4 separate regions of the Mus musculus genome follow, and all the other regions are linked to region 4. Evidence: chromatin contacts called from public promoter capture Hi-C data. All regions are on one chromosome and are shown on one strand. Each heading gives the region's core, a stretch centred on a gene start, on an enhancer-like site or on the middle of the called end of the contact. The rest is flanking DNA. Distances are from core to core; before and after follow the strand shown.

The links. Promoter capture Hi-C pulls out the DNA fragments that hold promoters and counts their contacts.
Region 1: a contact with region 4 is called in a promoter capture Hi-C map of embryonic stem cells, with 4 times the contacts expected there. The contact joins the enhancer-like site here to the promoter of Adprhl1 in region 4. A contact is called at or near these places in 10 of 39 promoter capture datasets (the 3T3-L1 cell line, the C10 cell line, the HPC-7 cell line and 6 more).
Region 2: a promoter capture Hi-C map of stem cell-derived epiblast-like cells shows a contact between it and region 4, with 4 times the contacts expected there. The contact joins the promoter of Arhgef7 here to the promoter of Adprhl1 in region 4. A contact is called at or near these places in 1 of 39 promoter capture datasets (stem cell-derived epiblast-like cells) and 1 of 115 datasets of contacts at active chromatin or transcription factors (cardiomyocytes).
Region 3: a promoter capture Hi-C map of liver shows a contact between it and region 4, with 5 times the contacts expected there. The contact joins the enhancer-like site here to the promoter of Adprhl1 in region 4. A contact is called at or near these places in 4 of 39 promoter capture datasets (the 3T3-L1 cell line, embryonic stem cells, liver and 1 more).

What each region holds. Positions count from the first base shown.
Region 1 is chr8:11,800,054-11,804,160 of GRCm38.p6, reverse strand. It overlaps Arhgef7 (Rho guanine nucleotide exchange factor (GEF7)), which reads right to left. Exons shown (of 22, transcript NM_001372321.1): 7 at 3,607-3,701; 8 at 3,293-3,388. Among named protein-coding and RNA genes, the nearest start is that of Tex29, 38 kb to the left of the region's middle. Within about 2 kb of position 2,395, at least 44 of the 459 cell types and tissues checked have an H3K27ac peak or open chromatin away from gene starts, as enhancers often do.
Region 2 is chr8:11,725,142-11,729,521 of GRCm38.p6, reverse strand. Arhgef7 (Rho guanine nucleotide exchange factor (GEF7)) reads right to left here and starts at 1,464. Exons shown (of 22, transcript NM_001372321.1): 1 at 1,106-1,464. The coding sequence starts at 1,270.
Region 3 is chr8:11,744,184-11,748,520 of GRCm38.p6, reverse strand. The region is part of intron 1 of Arhgef7 (Rho guanine nucleotide exchange factor (GEF7)); the gene reads right to left. Among named protein-coding and RNA genes, the nearest start is that of Arhgef7, 18 kb to the right of the region's middle. Within about 2 kb of position 1,425, at least 15 of the 459 cell types and tissues checked have an H3K27ac peak or open chromatin away from gene starts, as enhancers often do. A contact at or near this core is called in liver, where this site is marked.
Region 4 is chr8:13,252,554-13,256,868 of GRCm38.p6, reverse strand. It overlaps Adprhl1 (ADP-ribosylhydrolase like 1), which reads left to right and starts at 2,707. Exons shown (of 7, transcript NM_172750.4): 1 at 2,707-3,051. The coding sequence starts at 2,841. It overlaps Dcun1d2 (DCN1, defective in cullin neddylation 1, domain containing 2 (S. cerevisiae)), which reads left to right. Exons shown (of 7, transcript NM_001024504.2): 7 at 1-906.

The DNA.
Region 1 (4,107 bases), core at 1,146-3,645, 1.5 Mb after region 4:
CCATGGCCTCTGCATCAACTCCTGCCTCCAGGTTCCCACCTGGTTTGAATTCCTGTCTTGGCTTTGCTCAATGGACTGTGAATCAGGACATGCAAGCCAAATAAACCCTCTCTCCTTCCCAAGATGCTTCTGACCACAGTGTTTCATCACAGCAACGGTAACCCTAACTAAGACAGTAGGCAAGGAAGAATGACAAAGACTTTCACAAAAAGAAAGAAGGCGCGCGGGGGGGGGGGGGGGGGAGGAAGGGAGGAAGGGAGGAAGGAAGGAAGGAGCGAGCAAAAACTAACAAAATGACATGGAGCTAAAAAGAAGGCAGACTAGGCTATGTTCAGAAAGCATCAAATATAATTTGCTCCTGAGAAAAGGCACAGGGATACTGTATCTTAAACCTGAGACAACTGAGGACTTGCACGGAGCATTTGTGTGACCCAGGGCTGGGATCAGGACATTGGCGGAGTGTGTACTAGGCACACTTAAGGCTCTGACAACAATCCCCTGCAATGCAAATAAACACAACACAAAGCAGTGACAAGAATTGGACAGTGGGAGAATGGAGTCCTAGGAACCAGAAAAGAAAGCAGAGGACATGACCAAGGGACATACTGCTGTGCACCACACCAAAGTTCCAAAATGGAAAAGACACAAGCACAGGCAAATCAAAGAAATAACCATAGGACTGGGCAGAACGGCCAAGGCACACAGATGTGAGTGTCCGTGCAGGAAGTGGTTCCCACACTTCACTGGTAAGCCCTAACCCAGACAACACAGCATCTCACGTTGGAGCCTAGCAACAGCCACCCGAAGCTTCACAGAGGGCTGAGAGGCTCTCTGCCTTCAACTGACTCACTCGACGGCCAGACACCTGCCTGACAAGAGAAAGACAAGGAGAAAAGAGAAACAGGTGGGAAGCTCCTGTCCAAGAGAGACTTCCCGCAGACAGTGTCTGGGAGCAGAGGTGACACCAGCCTGCAGGCAGAGGTAGCACAGGAGGCACTCCCAGGCCAGCAGTCGCCTGCGCTTCACTATGACTTCGTAAGTGAGACCAGGACTAGGAGACTGCAGGAGCGTGAACCACAGCCACCTACCAGGGTCTGAGAGAGCAGACTCAACTCAACTCAACAGACTGGGGGAGGGTGGCTCTGAAACTCCAACCCCAGACCCCACTGTGTCTCTTCCAGGACTGTGTCTACTGTCTCTCTGCCTTAGGCCACACTCCAGGCCCAGCCGACAGCAAACTTGACGCTGCCTCAAGACAAAAGCACCTCAAAGCTGGGCTTGGGGCCTTGCCCCAAATCTCAGCAGCATCCTGACTTCTCTGAAACCTGCTGCTGCAGGTTACACTATGATCCCACTCACAAAGGACACTGGCAGGAGGAGCAGGAGTAGAGGCAGCCTGGACTACTGAGAGACTCAGCTCAAGCCTGGAGCCTTATCAAGATCTTGTCTCTGTTTTTTCTTTTTATAATTTTTTATGTATGGGTGTTCTGCTGGCATATATGCCTGTGTAACTCATGGCTGCTTGTGGAGGCCAAAAATTAGGAGTTGGATCCCCTGGAACTGGGGTTGCAGGTGCCTGTGAGCTGCCATGTGGGTACTGGGAATAGAACCCAGGTCCTCTTATTAACTCCAGGCCCCTGTCTCAAAATGCAGGTAAGCAGCAGCAGCAGCCTGTACTCTGCAAGGAACAAGAGCTGGTGTGTTGGGGTAGCTTTTACTATTGCGAGACACTTTTACTATTACCACACTGAGTATTTTAGTTCAATAACATCCCCATTGTCCCCAAAGTGAGGATCTATTATCTATTTTAACAGAATGTTAATTTGTTTTTCATAATAAAATACAAGAAAATTCTAAACTTCTGTACACCTTATTTGAAACCTTTTAAGACACAATGAAGATTCTCAGAGTTTATTTTTTTAAGATTTATTTATTATTATACATAAGTACACTGTAGCTGACCTCACACACCAGAAGAGGGCGTCAGATCTCATTACAGATGGTTGTGAGCCACCATGTGGTTGCTGGGATTTGAACTCAGGACCTCTGGAAGAGCAGTTAGTGCTCTTACCCGCTGAGTCATCTTGCCAGCCCAAATTTATTAAAAAAATGTTTTTACACTTGTGTACACATACATGTCTGTGCACACACCACAGCCCCTGTGGAGAGATCAGAAGTCTCTTGTTCAGAGATCTCTTATATAGGAAGGTCCTGGGGACAGAAGTCAAGTCCTCTGACTTGGAGACAAGCAGCTCTACCCACCTAGCCATCTCTCTGGCCCCAGAATTCATTTTATTATAGAAGGAAATTAATAAGCCACGGTTAACATTCCCACAGCAGTGTCGCTGGTATTGAATGGGGAAAACTCTTTATGCCATCTAGCAGGAATGCAGTGAATCGTAAGAAAGGAATCCTGTCAACTGAAACAGTATGTGAGAGGAAAGCTGACGGCCAAACACATTCTGAGAACACTCAACCACCAAAAGCAAGGGAGAAGCAGCTCTGGAGAATCTGGGGGAGCAGGGTGGGGGCGTGGGGGTCATCTCAGAACCGATGGGTACTTCCCACTGCGGGAGTGAGCCCGGCCACATTCTAGTCCACTACTCTTTGTATCTTAACCCCCACCTCCCTCCATAGGCCATTTAAAGGAGTTAATGAATAAACATTGAGATTACTGCCTGGCACATGTTAGGAACTCAGTAAATAAAGAGCATATATGAAAAGTAACCCTGTGCTTACTTCTACAAGCCCAAGCCATGCTACCCAGACATGGTTATTTGCAGGCCAGAGTAACACAAAACTAGAAGAAAACACTGGAAAAAAACTACCCTCCACAGCACACGGCATGTAAACAGTTAAGCCTGCTGTGCCCTCCTTCATCAGCTTAAACTCTCACTCTCCTGAAGTCTTTCCCAGGCTAAAAACCATGTCATAAAACCCAGCCAGCCTAATTCACAGCTTCTACTACAAAACTACTTAAAGAAAAAAAAAAAAAAAAAAAACTAGCTTTTTTATATCTTCAGAACTGTTAATTCTAAAATTATGTTAAACTTCATGCCTTTTTTTTTTTTTTTTTTTTTTTGGTTTTTCGAGACAGGGTTTCTCTGTATAGCCCTGGCTGTCCTGGAACTCACTTTGTAGACCAGGCTGGCCTCGAACTCAGAAATCCACCTGCCCCTGCCTCCCGAGTGCTGGGATTATAGGCGTGCGGCACCACGCCCGGCTGGACTTGGTGCTTTTGATAGCAACTAAACGCACTTGCATCTGTAAGCGCTTCAGCTGGTTTACTTACTTCGTGCATTCTTCTAGGGACTGTACAAGCACTTGCTGGAAGGAAGATATTTCCTCTAGATTTCCCATTAAATATGAAGTGTTTGCTGAACTCAACCTAAGGCCAAGAAAAACCAAAGTAGAAGACTGTCAGTGGTCTGACTTCCTCCCACAAAGTGTTATTAAGGGCCCTAGTCTGATGAACACGATGCTGTGCCCGCAGCAAGCGGGCACTCTGACCTCCACCCACCACCTCACCCTCCTCCCTCCTCTGCAAACACAGACAGGGGGACCAGCCAGCAGGCAGTCAACGCACGCATGTTCTGGCCAACTTACTTGTCACTGGTCTGCAGTGGCCGCAGGTAGGTGGACAGCACAGACTGCAGCTCCTTGGAATACTCATGCTCTGTTTCCAGGATGTTCTGTAGCACCTGGTGAGACATGGCCGTCACTCACATGGCAAGAGGCATCTGACAGGTTATGAGCTCCAGCAAGTCCAACCCATTGAGCCAGTCTCTTTGTTGCTGACATGCAATACTAACACACTTACTGGCATTATTCTTTTGTGGTTATTAACTGCTAACCCTAGTTGATGAATTATGAAGGCCAGAGGTCTGACTTTGTCTTACTGACAACAGGCATACCTAGATTTTGTCAAAGTGCCAAAGTCCATCCTTGGACAAGCCAGGCCAGGTCTACTTAAATTACAAAGGACAGACTGTAGACACTCTCAAAAGCATCTATGGGCAGATGTGACTCTTAAAATGCTGTATGGTGCAGAACAAGCCACCAGCAAGTACCACACACACAACTCATCCAGCTAGTCTAGGAGCAGAA
Region 2 (4,380 bases), core at 215-2,714, 1.5 Mb after region 4:
GGTAAATGTTTTCTGACACTGCAGCATGCCAATTTATGAATACAATTAGAATTTCTGCTTTTTCAGGTCACTTAATATGCATTAACAGAGTGTCCTGCCTAGGGCCTGTCTGTGTGTATGTGCATGTGTGTGTGTGTGTGTGTGTGTGTGTGTGTGTACTCCATTAAGAAGTGTTACTTCTTCCTAATTATGGGACACTTCCATTTCTGTACTTAACACCTTTTAAATTACTAAGGATCTTAAGTTTTCTTGTAAACTGTGTATTGGCATAATCTTGAACACAGGACTTTATTATTTTTTGACCTATAAAACATGGTTGTTCTTAGAAGTGCTCCCAACCCCTGACCCGGCCCGCTCTGTGAGCTTACAAACGAAAACAAACTTTGGTCACCCAGAGCGGTGGTCAAGGTTCACACTGCAGAGCCAGGGAGCCAGCAGCCAGCAGCAGCAGGCAGACAGCTCCAAATCTAGCAGGCAGTGAGGATAAAAATTCTGACCCATCCCCAAAGAAATCGGGCTTCAGCACCCTGTGTGCGCTGTTCTGCAGGCTTGGCTGAGTGAAGAATCCCTTGATGGGGAAGGCAGTAAGTCATTTCACAGCTCGGCCCTCCCTTGGCTTTTGATGCATCCTTTAAACATGCCCAGCCACCGGTCCATTCAACGCAAGAGTCAGACTGCAAAGGCAGCGACGAAACCGTTCAAACAAAGCCATCGCAGAAAGCTGCGCGGCACAGAGACGAGGTTTTCCGATCGGTGTCGGCGAGGGGCGAAGCCGACCTCCCAACTTCACGTTAGGGTGGAGCAGAACCCCACCGCCGCCGGCACAGCCAACTCTCCTTCTCGTGACCCCGAGCCGGCCCCGAGCGTCACCGCGGCCCCCTCCGCTGTCTGTGCTCTCAGGGCGGGTCCCCTTCCCGGCGCCCCGCACACAATGGCGCCCCGAACTCCCGCCGCCGGTCCCCGCGCCTTGCGCGCCGCCGGGTCCGCGCACAAAGGAGGGCGCGCGGGCCCCGAGCCGGCGCGCGCCAGGTGCTCCCGCGCGCCCCGCCGCCCGCCGCCCGCCCGGGCCGGGGACCCACCCGAAGACCGTGCCATGGCCACTTACTTTCTCGATGGTCCCGGGCAGCAGGCGCTCCAGCAGCCGGCATAGGACCACCCCGTCCTTGAGCGACGCCTGCAAGAAGACCTCAGGGTCCGAGATGGTTTTCTTGGGCGACTCCAGCACGCCCAGGGTGATGAGCCACGTAACGGTCTGCTCGGCAGAATTCATCGCTGCGGCGGCTCGGGCTGCGCGCACAGAGGGGGCGCCGCGCGCGATCACCTCGGAGCGGCCCGGGCCGCGGCCACCCGCGCCCCCGCCGCCTCCGCGCCCATGGGCGGCCGCGCGCCGGCGATTGGCCCGGCCGGCCCAGCAGGTCCCGCTCCGCTCCGCGGGCTCGCGCGCGCCCTGGCCCGCTGTCAAGTGCCTTTTCATTAGCGGCGCAGGAACCTGCGGGCGCCCGGCACCGCCCCCGCCGCCGCCCCCCGGCCGCGGCCGCCGTCGCCCGATGACATCACCGGAGAAGAAAGACGCGGCGGCCGCCCGCGCGCACCCCGCGCCAGCCCCGGCGCACGACAGCTGGCGCGCCCCCCGCTCACCTGCGCCGCCCGCGCGCCCCGGGGCTGCGCGCCTTTGTGGGTAGGGCGGCGCGCGATTAGTAAGCGCTTCCCAGAATGCTCTCTTGAGCTAGCCCGCCGACTGCGGGGCGCGGGCGTCTCTTCGCCACCTCGCCAGCCGGCGGGGATGGCACGCACATGCTCGTTAGATCTGTGACCAGATGGGTCTCACTCGGGCAGGAACGAGCGTCGGGAACGCGGGCGCGATGCTAAGCGGCTGGCTGCAAGGCCACTGGAGGCGGGGGGCGGGAGCGGAGATGGGGGGCGGCGGGCGCGGACGACCTTAGTAGCCAGAAGCCTTGCATGACTCCTTGTGAAATTGACGGTGACGTGTCCAGCGATCAAGAGCACATCGCAACCTCGGGTGGGTGTCCGCTGGAAAGCGTGCTGTCCACGCTTAGGCCCAGAACTTGGGCGTCCTCTTCCAGCGCAAAGGATGTGTGACAGGAGCCTTGGGGGAAGGGGGGAGTAGGTGAGGGCTCACCGTCAATCGACACATATTTCCACTTACTCCCGCCACTGGTCCTATGCTTTCCCTGCTGGCTGGCACTCCTCGACAGTTTAAAATAAAGCTTGCAGTGTCCCAGGAGACCTTTCCCCTGGGCCAGGCACGCACGTTCATCCAGTAACTGCTCAAGGCTAGAAGCCATGCGATGCTGTCAATTAAAAACAAAAAACAAAAACAAAACAAAAAAATGATCACAGGTTCGACTCTCTTCTCTGCATTCTCCAGGTGCTTCCATCACCACCATCGATTGCGTTTAATAGCATCTTCTGGCTAAATGACTACATTTCTGTTCCAGACACAAACAAAGCATTAAAATAGTGTGAAGTTTGTTGAGGGCCAGCTTCTCTGTGGTGGCAGCTGCCTTCAGAGCAGCGCTAGCCAGCCCTAACCAACCACTGCTGCAATTACGGTGTCTTTACCACCGACAGACCCAAGCCTCACTTTTTGTCCATTTTCCTGGTTACATATGAGAGGTACCCTGCCCTAGGAGCCCCACATCAGCCAGTTTCCCATCTTGCTTCCCTGTGGAGGTCCAGAGAGTGGCAATGCAAAACTGATCACCGACGCCCGAGTCTATCGACCAAAGCTGCTCAACCCGGAAGAAGCTTTCCCTAGTGCTGAATTGAAAAATTTACTCGTTACTATTTTTAAATCCTGTTAGACTAGGTCTGGCCTTATCACGCAGTACACAAAGATAGCTACATATATTGACTGTCAAGTGGCCCTAAGGAAGCCAGGCAGAGGCCGACTTAATAGACAGAGGAAGTTGGGAACCAACGGTCAGACTGGACCATTGACTACACCCGTTCATTCTGGAAAAAAAGCCCCTGAGCTGCTAAATGATAACCTTACAGATCACCTTCTTTTAACCCCAGTACACGCTAATTTCGAATCATTATTTGGAGGAGATCCTAGAAAGTAGCCCTGCTCACAACTGTGTCATTGAGGAGCTTCGCTGAGCACTTCTGGTGTCCAAGGTGAACCCTTGGTCAAATTTCCTTGGCATTTTCTAAATCCCTGCTACAAGACTGAGGAGAGGAAATGCCCTTCTCCCCATGGGTAGAGAAACACCAACTGGAATGTCAGAAGCCCTCACTCCAGCCTGAGCCTCCTGGAGAAGTGGATTAGCCATCTTCCCTACATACCTGAGCCAGTACCCTGTGATGGATCTCTCCTTAAACAAGCAGCTGATTGGCTGATATCGATGGATAATAGATGATTGACAGACAGGTGGTAATTGCTGGATTAATAGATGTTAGCTAATACACTTGGACACCTAAGAATGTACCCTTTACTGCTGTGTGATATTCTGTGGCTTCATTTCTTTGGAGAACCCTAACGCAGTACATGTGCCAGCATGGTCTCCGCTGATGAGAGATGTGGCTTCCTTCAGGCTCCTTTCTTGTGTGGCTACTTCCTAGGGTCCCCTCCAACATACCTGCCTCAGTCCAGATTCATAGTGTCAATGCTGGCTAAACAAGGACATGGGAAGGTTGGATATGGCTGCAGTGATAAGCAGTCATCAGTCATAGCATAGCTTTTGCTCCTTACCCGTCGATCACCCCCTGGGCATTGGTGTACCCCCACTAGGTCCTGGATTATTTCTTGAGATTGCCATCATCTTCAAGAAATAAAGTAGCTCAAAACAGCAGGAATAAGTTGTATTATAGTTCAGAGGCTGAAATCATTGAGCATCTGAATGGCTGGTCCCTCATAGAGGTGTGTGTGGGGATTTGTCAAGGTCCCCTCTTGTCTCTGCAGGGGCCACTCGTCTTTGGACATCCTTCCTTGGCTCACACATTAACTCCCCAATCTCCATCCTGACTTCTCATGGCATGTGCGTCCTTTCTATGCCTAGGTCTAAACATCCCTGTCCTTGGAAGATGCCAGTCACAGGGGAAACTACCCTCTCTGACCCAGGATAACTCCATCTTGATGACATATAGAGACCCTGCTTCCAAATAAAGACCCACGTATGGGTACTGGGAGTTACGGCTTGGACATGCTTGTTGGGGCATACCAACCCCAAATCAGATCGTCTGAGTTGCCCCCAGCACCCCACCTCAGGTACATCTCACTGGGGGAAGGGACGGAGCTTCCCACCATCGGTCAGAAGGTGATGGTGCCCAAGGACACTCTGATATGTGTCTGGCTCTACAGGCGCTGATGTGGAATCCTTCAGAAGGGTGGCTCCTTCGGGAATCCAACCATCACCG
Region 3 (4,337 bases), core at 176-2,675, 1.5 Mb after region 4:
CAGCTTTCCACTACTATAACAAACACCAGAGACAACGCACACGTCATAAAGAGGAAAAGCTTGTCTGTGCTCATAGCTCAGGTTTGGTTCCTCGGTCCCAGGGGTTTGAGTCTTATGTGAAGACAGCACATGACAGCAGGGTTGCACAGCAGAGGAAGCTGTTCGTTCATTCATGGCAGCCAAAGAGCAGAGAGAGGAAGAGGAAAAGACCAAGGACTTGCCTCTCCTTCAGGAGCTCACCCTCAGTGGTCACGCCTCACCCACCGCTTAAAGGTTCTACGGTCTTCCAGAGCTTGGTGAACAAGCTTTAACATGCAGGCTCTGAGGGACACTGGCCCAAGCCATAGCATCAAGCAAGCATATGGTAGTATTTTCTTGGTCAAAGATTGATTGGAAGGGCTTAGCCCACTGTGGGGAGTGCTGCCCCTGGGTAGGTAGTACTGGGAGCTCTAGGAAAGCAGACTGAGCCAGCCATGAAAAGCCAGCCAGTGAACAGCATTCTGCCCTCCCCTCTGCTTCAGTTCCTGCCTTGACTCCCCCTCCCCCCAGTAATGGAGTGACCTGAGAGTTGTAAGATAAATAAACCCAAGTTGTTGATCACAGCTACAGGGTCAAAGTAAGACGGGCCTCCGAGTCTGCCCTTGAAGACAACACCTGGAAAAAACACCATGCGTCTAGGCCGTGTCCGGAGACAGACGTTGGGTACATTTGAAGGTCAGTAGCTGCCCATGGCTGCAGGAGGACACGGAGAGGCAGGGATCTGGTGGCAGAGAGGCTGTGCCCTGCTATGCTGTGAAGCACATGTACACCATTACACACTTGTCAAGAACCGAGCTGAGTGGAGCCTAGGAAACTGAACCTGGGCTACTAATTGCTATTATCTCAATGTCCCTGCAGCTCATGCTGAAATCTGACCTCTTGGAGGGCTAACAGCCACAGCAGGCGGAGGTGTCTAATGAGAGGGGGTGGTCTGGCCGGCTTCTCTCTGCCCCTTAAGTGCTCACCTGCCCTTCTGTCCTGCTATGACATGACACAAAAGCTCTTACCAAGGGTGGCCCTGGGATCTTCAACTTTGTGGCCTCGGTCCCTGGGGTCAGGAAGCTCTGATTACTCATCTCTGGGACAATAATCACATATCAATATTTGCCATTAGTTGTAACCAGGCGCACCATGCCTATGGGGGGTGCTGACATGGGGAGGCTGTGGGGGACCAAAGGGGGACAATACAGGAACTTGTACTTTGTGCTCGATGTCTCTGGGAACCTCAGGCAGCTCTGAGAAGTCTGATCACAGCCAGCCCCTCGGGCCTGTGCTCTAAGTTCAGGCTCCCGCTCTAACTCCACCAGTCAGCTGCTGTCTCACTTGTGCCAACCCTGTTCTTCCAGGGCCTGGGCAGGCCCCTCCTACCATAAGACTTTTTTGCTTGCTCTCCTCTCTGCCAGGTCACTCTCCTCCAGGGTGTTCACACCAGTTTCTGTTCAACTGACACACCTCAGGAACAGCCGCCCTGACTTCCGGATGCAAACTGCCCCACTGCCCACGCTCCCCTCCCCCTCATCCTTGCCCTCCCTCTCTCCTGTGCACTTTCCCTCCTTGACACTAGGCACCGCAAACCTGTCATGCACAGAGTTTACAGAGCATTTTGCTTACAGATGACAGGTGTTCTCCAATTAACCTTACGCAGCCAATCTAAATTTCCCTGGCTCCTCTCAACAACTCCAGATAAGCACTCCAGTCAACCTACAGGAAGTAGGCCTGTTTCCTCACCTACTTCTTCCTAAGGGCAAAAATCTCTTCCCCATTCTCTGGCCTTGGGATTCCTCATTCCAACTACCAGAACTATGGGCCTAAACGTTTCAAATGTACATCCAAAATTTTAAAAAAAAAAATCTAAACTACTTAACTTTCCCTGTCTCTATCTGTTCCAGCAGACTTCAAATCAACTACAGATTGCTCCAACAATTCCAACTATTTCCTCAAAATGTACATCCAGGCCCATCCTCACAGAGTGCACTTCCCTAGCTTCAGATGGTCCCACAGAACCTGGAGATCGACTGAAACAGCCTGTTCTTCCTGGCCTCGACCAGCAACCCAGCTTCCTTGGGTCCCTGATGACACTCCAGTGTCAGCAGAAAGCAGCCAGAGAGAACGATACCCACTTACCCAATACCTAATAATAAAACCCAATAATAAAACAAAGGGTGGAACTGAGGGGCCCCAGCAGGCAGGAGCACTGGCAAGTACAGCTCTGGCAGGCCTTGCCCTTCCCCATTCCCTCTGCCTCGCTAAACTGTTAGATTACGTTCCTAAAGCTACCCACCAAGGTCTAGTCCCTTATTTGCCCACTTCCTCCTCCTGAAGCTGACCACCAAGGTCCAGCTATCAAAGTATTGAAGTCTAGCAATCAAAACCCCCTTTGGCCTGCCTAATTAACATGCCCAATTAAATTAAAGATATCCTAACTCAAATTTCACTTTTTGCCTTCATACCATTGGCCATTTTCCTACAGGCCATATCTGTCTTCTCTCTGTCCAGAGGCAGTCCTTTCTCCCTCCTGGGCAAATATCTCTTCCTCTTCTCTCTTGCTCTTTTCCCTTTCCTCCTCATCCTCCATCTCCTGTCTTTGTCTCTTATTCCCTGCCCTTAACTCTCTGGGATAAATACATCTTCAGCTGAGAACCTGATCTGGGGTGTCTTGTGATGACTCTGCCCCATACAGCTATCTCCCTGCGCTCTGCAATGATAAACGGTCTTGGGAACAATCTTCGTTATTGTTCTACTGCTGTGAGGTTGCACCAAGACCAAGGCAGTTTATAGAAGAAGGTATTTGATGGGGGACTTGCCTACAGTTTCAAAGACCACCCCTCCATGACCAACATGGAGGGGAACATGACGCCGGAGCAGTAGCTGAGAGCTCAGTCAAAGCCCAGTCCTCGGTGACATCACCTCCTCTGACAAGAACACACCTCCTAATTCTCCCTAAACAGTCCATGAACTGGGAGCCAAATAAGTACAGAAGAGTATAGAGGCCAGTCTCATTCAAACCACCAGAGGGACAAATCTAAGTGAGTATGATATGTATAGCCACTTAATTTTTTTTTCAGTGAATTAGTAAATTAAAGACCTGTGTCTAAAAGCCTCTAAGTACCAGTGTTGGCTTGACCTTAGCCCCAAACATGGTGCCAATGGCTGTTGTAATGTCTGATTACAAAAAGTCAACAGTCCTGGTCCATAGCCTGAGACATACCTCCTGTGGCTCTGTCATTGTCTGGACATCAGCATGCATCTGCTATGAAAGGTCTAGGCAATGGATGCTCATCCTGGGTATGCTGGGAGACACGGTCCACCCAAACCTGCAGTTTAGGACAGACTATTCTGATGTAAGGATTAAAGAATCCCTAAACTATCTCCTTGGAAACACAGTCTTGAGAGTGAATGACACAGGAATGAACCATCTCCTTGGCTTTACCTAAAGACCACAACTCTTCCGGTTGCGACAGGCCTGTTTCTGCTTGAGGCTGCTGCCCTAGGGCTCCCCTGCTCTCTGGAATGCTCTCCTGTGAGTTTCCTCTGGGATTGCAACACTCCATCCTGCAGGAAAGCTCCTTAAGCGGAAGGTGATCAACTCAGAATAGCCTCAGGAAGTCCCTGAAACTGACCAGATTCACCAGGCCCACAAGAGTAAGTAATAAAAGCTGAGAGTGCCCCTCAGATGTGTGCAGCTAATCTGAGGGGCACTCTCAAACAAGCCGAGCTGCAAAGGAGACTCTGAGGCCAGACCAGCTGCTTGGGAGAAACACACTGCTTCCTTGGAAGAGGCTTAGAGCAACTGAGGAACCCGGGGAGGACGCTCTCCAACCTGTTGATCTGCCTGCAGGCTGGGCAGTGAGCTCCAGGTTCCCAGCTTTTTGAACTCTCACCCATATAGGGGCGGGCACCAGTGATGTCTTTGAGCCATTTCTGCATCTGTGAGTAACCCACTATCTATATTCCTGTAATAAAACTCACTGGTTCACCGAGTTGGGTTTTGGTGGTATCCATACTTGGGTCTGTTTGGGGCTCCCTATCTGGAGGGGGCACAGATGTATATGCTGTATCTCCCCAGGAAAGGTTTTGTCATACAGCACATGCCCACGCTGGGTCTGGGGCTCCATTTCCTGCAGGTGCATCAGGGCATCGATGCAACCAAAGAAGCTCTGGTTTCAGAGCTCATCCCTCTATCACCGAGGAAAATCGCTGGCTCCACACAGGGTCTCCCGCCAGCTGGCCTGAACACTTGGCCACCCCCGAGATCTGCATATTTCATCGGGCGATGTTATATGGTTTCCTAAGTTTCA
Region 4 (4,315 bases), core at 1,458-3,957:
CTGTGCTGACCCTACCTCACACTTGCCAAGACTTGGTGTCACACGCGTGCCTTGCTGCCCAGCCTACAGGGCCGTGGGGCAGATATGCTGGGCCCACTTCAGGACAGGGGACTCGTCAATGCCTAAACACAGAAAGCATGCCCCATATGTGCTGTAGGGCAGCTCCTGGTACTGGGGCCTGCTCCTGGGGTAGGAAGCAGCTCTGAGGCATGCGTGCCCTACGAGGTGGACATTGCTAATGAACGGGAATCTCACAGGAGGTGGAGGGTCAGAACTGGAAACCAGTCTCCACAAAGCCAGCCCCTCGGTGCGTGAGATGACATCACTAGTGGCCTGTCAGCGCAGGTCTGTCAAGGGACAACCGGGACATCTTTGAGAGCGTACGTAACCAAACTGACTTAGTGAAAACCTGGAAAACAACTTCCTTCCAGGCTTTGTGGGTTCCTGACTTGTAGTTAACTTCTGTTCAGAGAAGTTTATAGATACAAAGAACTAAATCTTGAAGGTCTGCAATACATTCTTATTTCTAAGATTTAACATTCTTCAGGGAAAGGAGCAGTGATATGATTGAGCAGGTGAAGGCATGTGCTGCCCAGCCTGAGTTCAGTCCCTGCGAGCCACGTGGTGGAGGGGAGAAGTGACTTCTCCAGTTGTCCTCTGACCTCCACACATGTGCCATGAAATGCATGTACTCCCCACACACATGTACTCACACAGTAAAACAAATAGGCAAACAAGCATAAATAAGTTAAGTTCTATGGGATTGTCAATAGGCTGTGACATACCAGTAATTGATAAAGGCTTTTTAAACAATTGTGCTTTCTGTTCTCTTATTTACACTTGAATTGTGCATGTTACAGAAATGCTGAAAACTTCAGACATAGTAAATAAAATATTTTCCCTGGTGTTGTGATGTCCTTTATTCTTGGTTGCACAAATACCTACCTGTGCACATCAAGGTCCTGGGCTTTGTCTTGGAGCAACAGAAAGAGCCTCTGTAGTGACAGCAAGCAAGCCCTTGCCACATTGCATCCTCACCAGGTAAGTAGCATGTTGGAGACAGACAGACAGCTCCATCCCTCCAGGTCGCTTTCTCTGCCCAATATGCTGGAATGTGGGGGCCGTCTATCAGAATATGCTACTACAGCTAAGATTATATCTAGAACATATTTACCCAACACCACAGGTTTAGGAGATGCATGTAATCTGTTCCACTTCCCAGAGGAGACAGCATACTCCTTGTCTAAGTGACGTAGGTGCTGAGTTGTGGTAGTTTAAATGTTCAGTGCAGTTCATACTTGATGCTCTGTGGGCGCAGAAGTCAACTTCCCAGCTTCTTTTGCTGTGCCTAGCATCCTGTAACAGAAGGGGCTCTGTGAATGTCAGGTAGACAGACTAGTGAGGCAGCCTTATCTTGTGTGTGATTTTGACCGAATAGTGTAGAAGTGGTTTCCAAACATCCACAACAAAGCCTCTCCCAAGAGTCCTTGGACCTCACTCCTTGAGCCAGGTCACACTTGTCCATAAGTTGGTACACCGTAAGTGGGAGCTGGCTCCTGCTGGCTTCTGCTGTTTGTCTGTCTGGATGGGAGCTATGTACCTTCTGGATTTGTGGGACTGCTTCAGACTGAGAGTTGGGCCAGCAGGAAGGGCGTCTTGTTACACACTAAAGTTCTTTCCAATTGTATTCTAAGTCCAAGTGATGCACTGCCAATTCTGGGTGACAGATTTACGTCACAAGAGGGCCAGCAATGTCTGAGGCTGCAAGGTTTGTGCTTGAGACAGGGTATAGGGAGGTGGTTGACCTAGGTCATTTCAAACCAAGAAGCCTGGCTTTATAAAGTGCACCTATCCATCCTCATTATTTAATAATTCCATGAGCAGGCAGTGATGTTTACAACAAGTGAAGTTTGTTTGTATAGACACGCATCACTAAAGGTTAGCACTGGAGCCCCTTACTGGACACTAAGTTGTGAGAGAACACTTTTTCACAGGAGCTGGGAGTTCTCGTTCTTGTAAGGTTTTCTCTCATGTCATGGTTTTAATGGAACTGAGGATCAGACCAAGGGCCTTGTATACATTAGGTAACATTGCTCTGTCGGGTCTACTGCAGCCCACAGCCCTCAATTTTATAATAAGGGATGGGTTTTGTTTGTTTTTTGTTGTTGGTTTTTTTTTTGTTTTGTTTTTTTTGTTTTGTTTTTGAGGCAGGGTTCCTCTGTGTAGCCCTGGCTGTCCTGGAACTCACTCTGTAGACCTGGTTGGCCTCAAACTCAGGGATCCACCTGCCCCTGCCTCCTGAATGCTGAATGCTGAAACTAGAGGCGTGTATCACCACTGCCCAGCCAGAAAAGTTTTCTAAAAGCATAAAACTACAATGGGTGGGCCTCAGTTTTATGCTGAGTGAAAGAGGGCAGACAAGAAGGGGCAAAAGGAGTGTGTCTGTCTGAAGGTAGGGCAGAGCAGATGGTCAAGGAACCGGGATGGAGCAGTATGTTCTCATTGTGGTATGTCGCTCTGCCAGCAGGGGGCACAACTCACCAAGGTGCTGACAGAGTAGCACAGCTCACGGGCTCTGAGCTGGGCTGAGCTGGCTGGGTGTACACTGGTGCCAGCAGACTCCTTTGCTGGAGAGCCAGCGTGTCCCAAACAGCTCCCACGTGGTGAGCTCTGAGCCTTTATCTCATTGGTGCCACCTGCCAAGGCAGGGAAGGAACGCCTGGTCATTTGGAGAGTGCTGGATGGTGATACAATGACCAGTATAAATGTCAGCGGGGCTGGCTAAGGGTGGCCAGGAGAGGACAAAGGCAACCGCAGGGTAAGAGGGGTCACCTTCCAAGATGGAGAAGTTCAAGGCTGCAATGCTGTTGGGGAGTGTTGGAGATGCCCTCGGCTATGGAAACATCTGCAGGGAGAACAGCGTTTTAGGCTCAATCCAGGAGGAGCTGCAAAAGACAGGGGGGCTGGACAGCCTTGTGCTCTCACCTGGGAGGTGGCCAGTGAGCGACAACACCATCATGCACATGGCGACTGCTGAAGCCCTGACCACAGGTAGGACTGACTGGCGTATTCGTGGCTCCAAGTGTGCTGGGGTAGAAAGACAGGCCACCTGGGTTGATAGCAAACCAGTACCAAGAACCCTGAAGGTGGTGTCTTAGAGCCCTGTGTTACCTGACACTGTTGCTGAAGGCAGGGATTTAATATTCCCCCAAGACCTGGAGCCTGAGAGGCAGCGGGCAGGTCATGTTTCTCCTGAGTGTCTTTAGGGGACAGCAGCCCTTGGCAGATAATTAAGCTCCTGGTTCTGAACAGTGTTCGCTTGTCTCTGTGTTAGGTGAGCAACCCTCTAGGAGCTGCTCTGCAGGGCGGGGCAGGGGTGGGGGAGACAAAGCACAGACAGACATAGGTGCACTGCAGAGGCTGAGCATCTTATTCTAAGTCTATAAAGAAGAGCTTGAAATGTGGGCCCACTGAGATAACATTGTTTGGGGGTGGCATCTCCGATCCAAATAATTAAGGTTGAGCTGTCTGTCCGAGCGATCCAGTTTGGGCGTAATTTATGAGTAAATTGTCTAAGGAAGAGTTTTGGACATGGAAGAACAAAGCTTGTTTCCTAAGGAGCTAAAATCAACAAAATGTTACCTGGATTTCAGAGACGCGCCCATATACAAGCGCCGTGTGTCTTTTCTCGACACAGTGTGATGGTAATACCCTGCAGGTCTGGCATGCCATCGTTGCAAAACTGAGGCCTGAGGCCAGCAGTTGAGCCAACAGACCCCACATACGCATTCCCTGCTCTGTCCGTCTGTCGTGAGCACGCCCAGCTTAGTTCTGTGGTCACTGTATAGGAATGCCACCAATGCCGTGTCTCTAAATAGAGCAGACACACATTGATAAGATATGGTGTCACAGCTTGTTGAAAATGGTGAAGCATCTTTCTGAGTGTACCTCATGATGAAACGCAGGTATTTATGGATTCTGTGGTCATTGTATAGGAATATCATCAACTTGCCCCTGAATAACGAGGCAGAAGAAAGCACACTGCTGAGGTGCTTTCACCACACTACGGGGATCGAGATGCTTCGAAAGTATTATGAATTCCAAATCTTTATTTCCTCTCATATTTTGGGGGCATACTTATCTGCTTTTATGGTCGATAGTACAGCTCAGAGCACACCACAGCTCACAACCTCTGGAGAACAGGACTTAAAACTACAGTCAGAAGCCGGGCGTGGTGGCGCACGCCTTTAATCCCAGCACTTGGGAGGCAGAGGCAGGCAGATTTCTGAGTTCAAGGCTAGCCTGGTCTACAGAG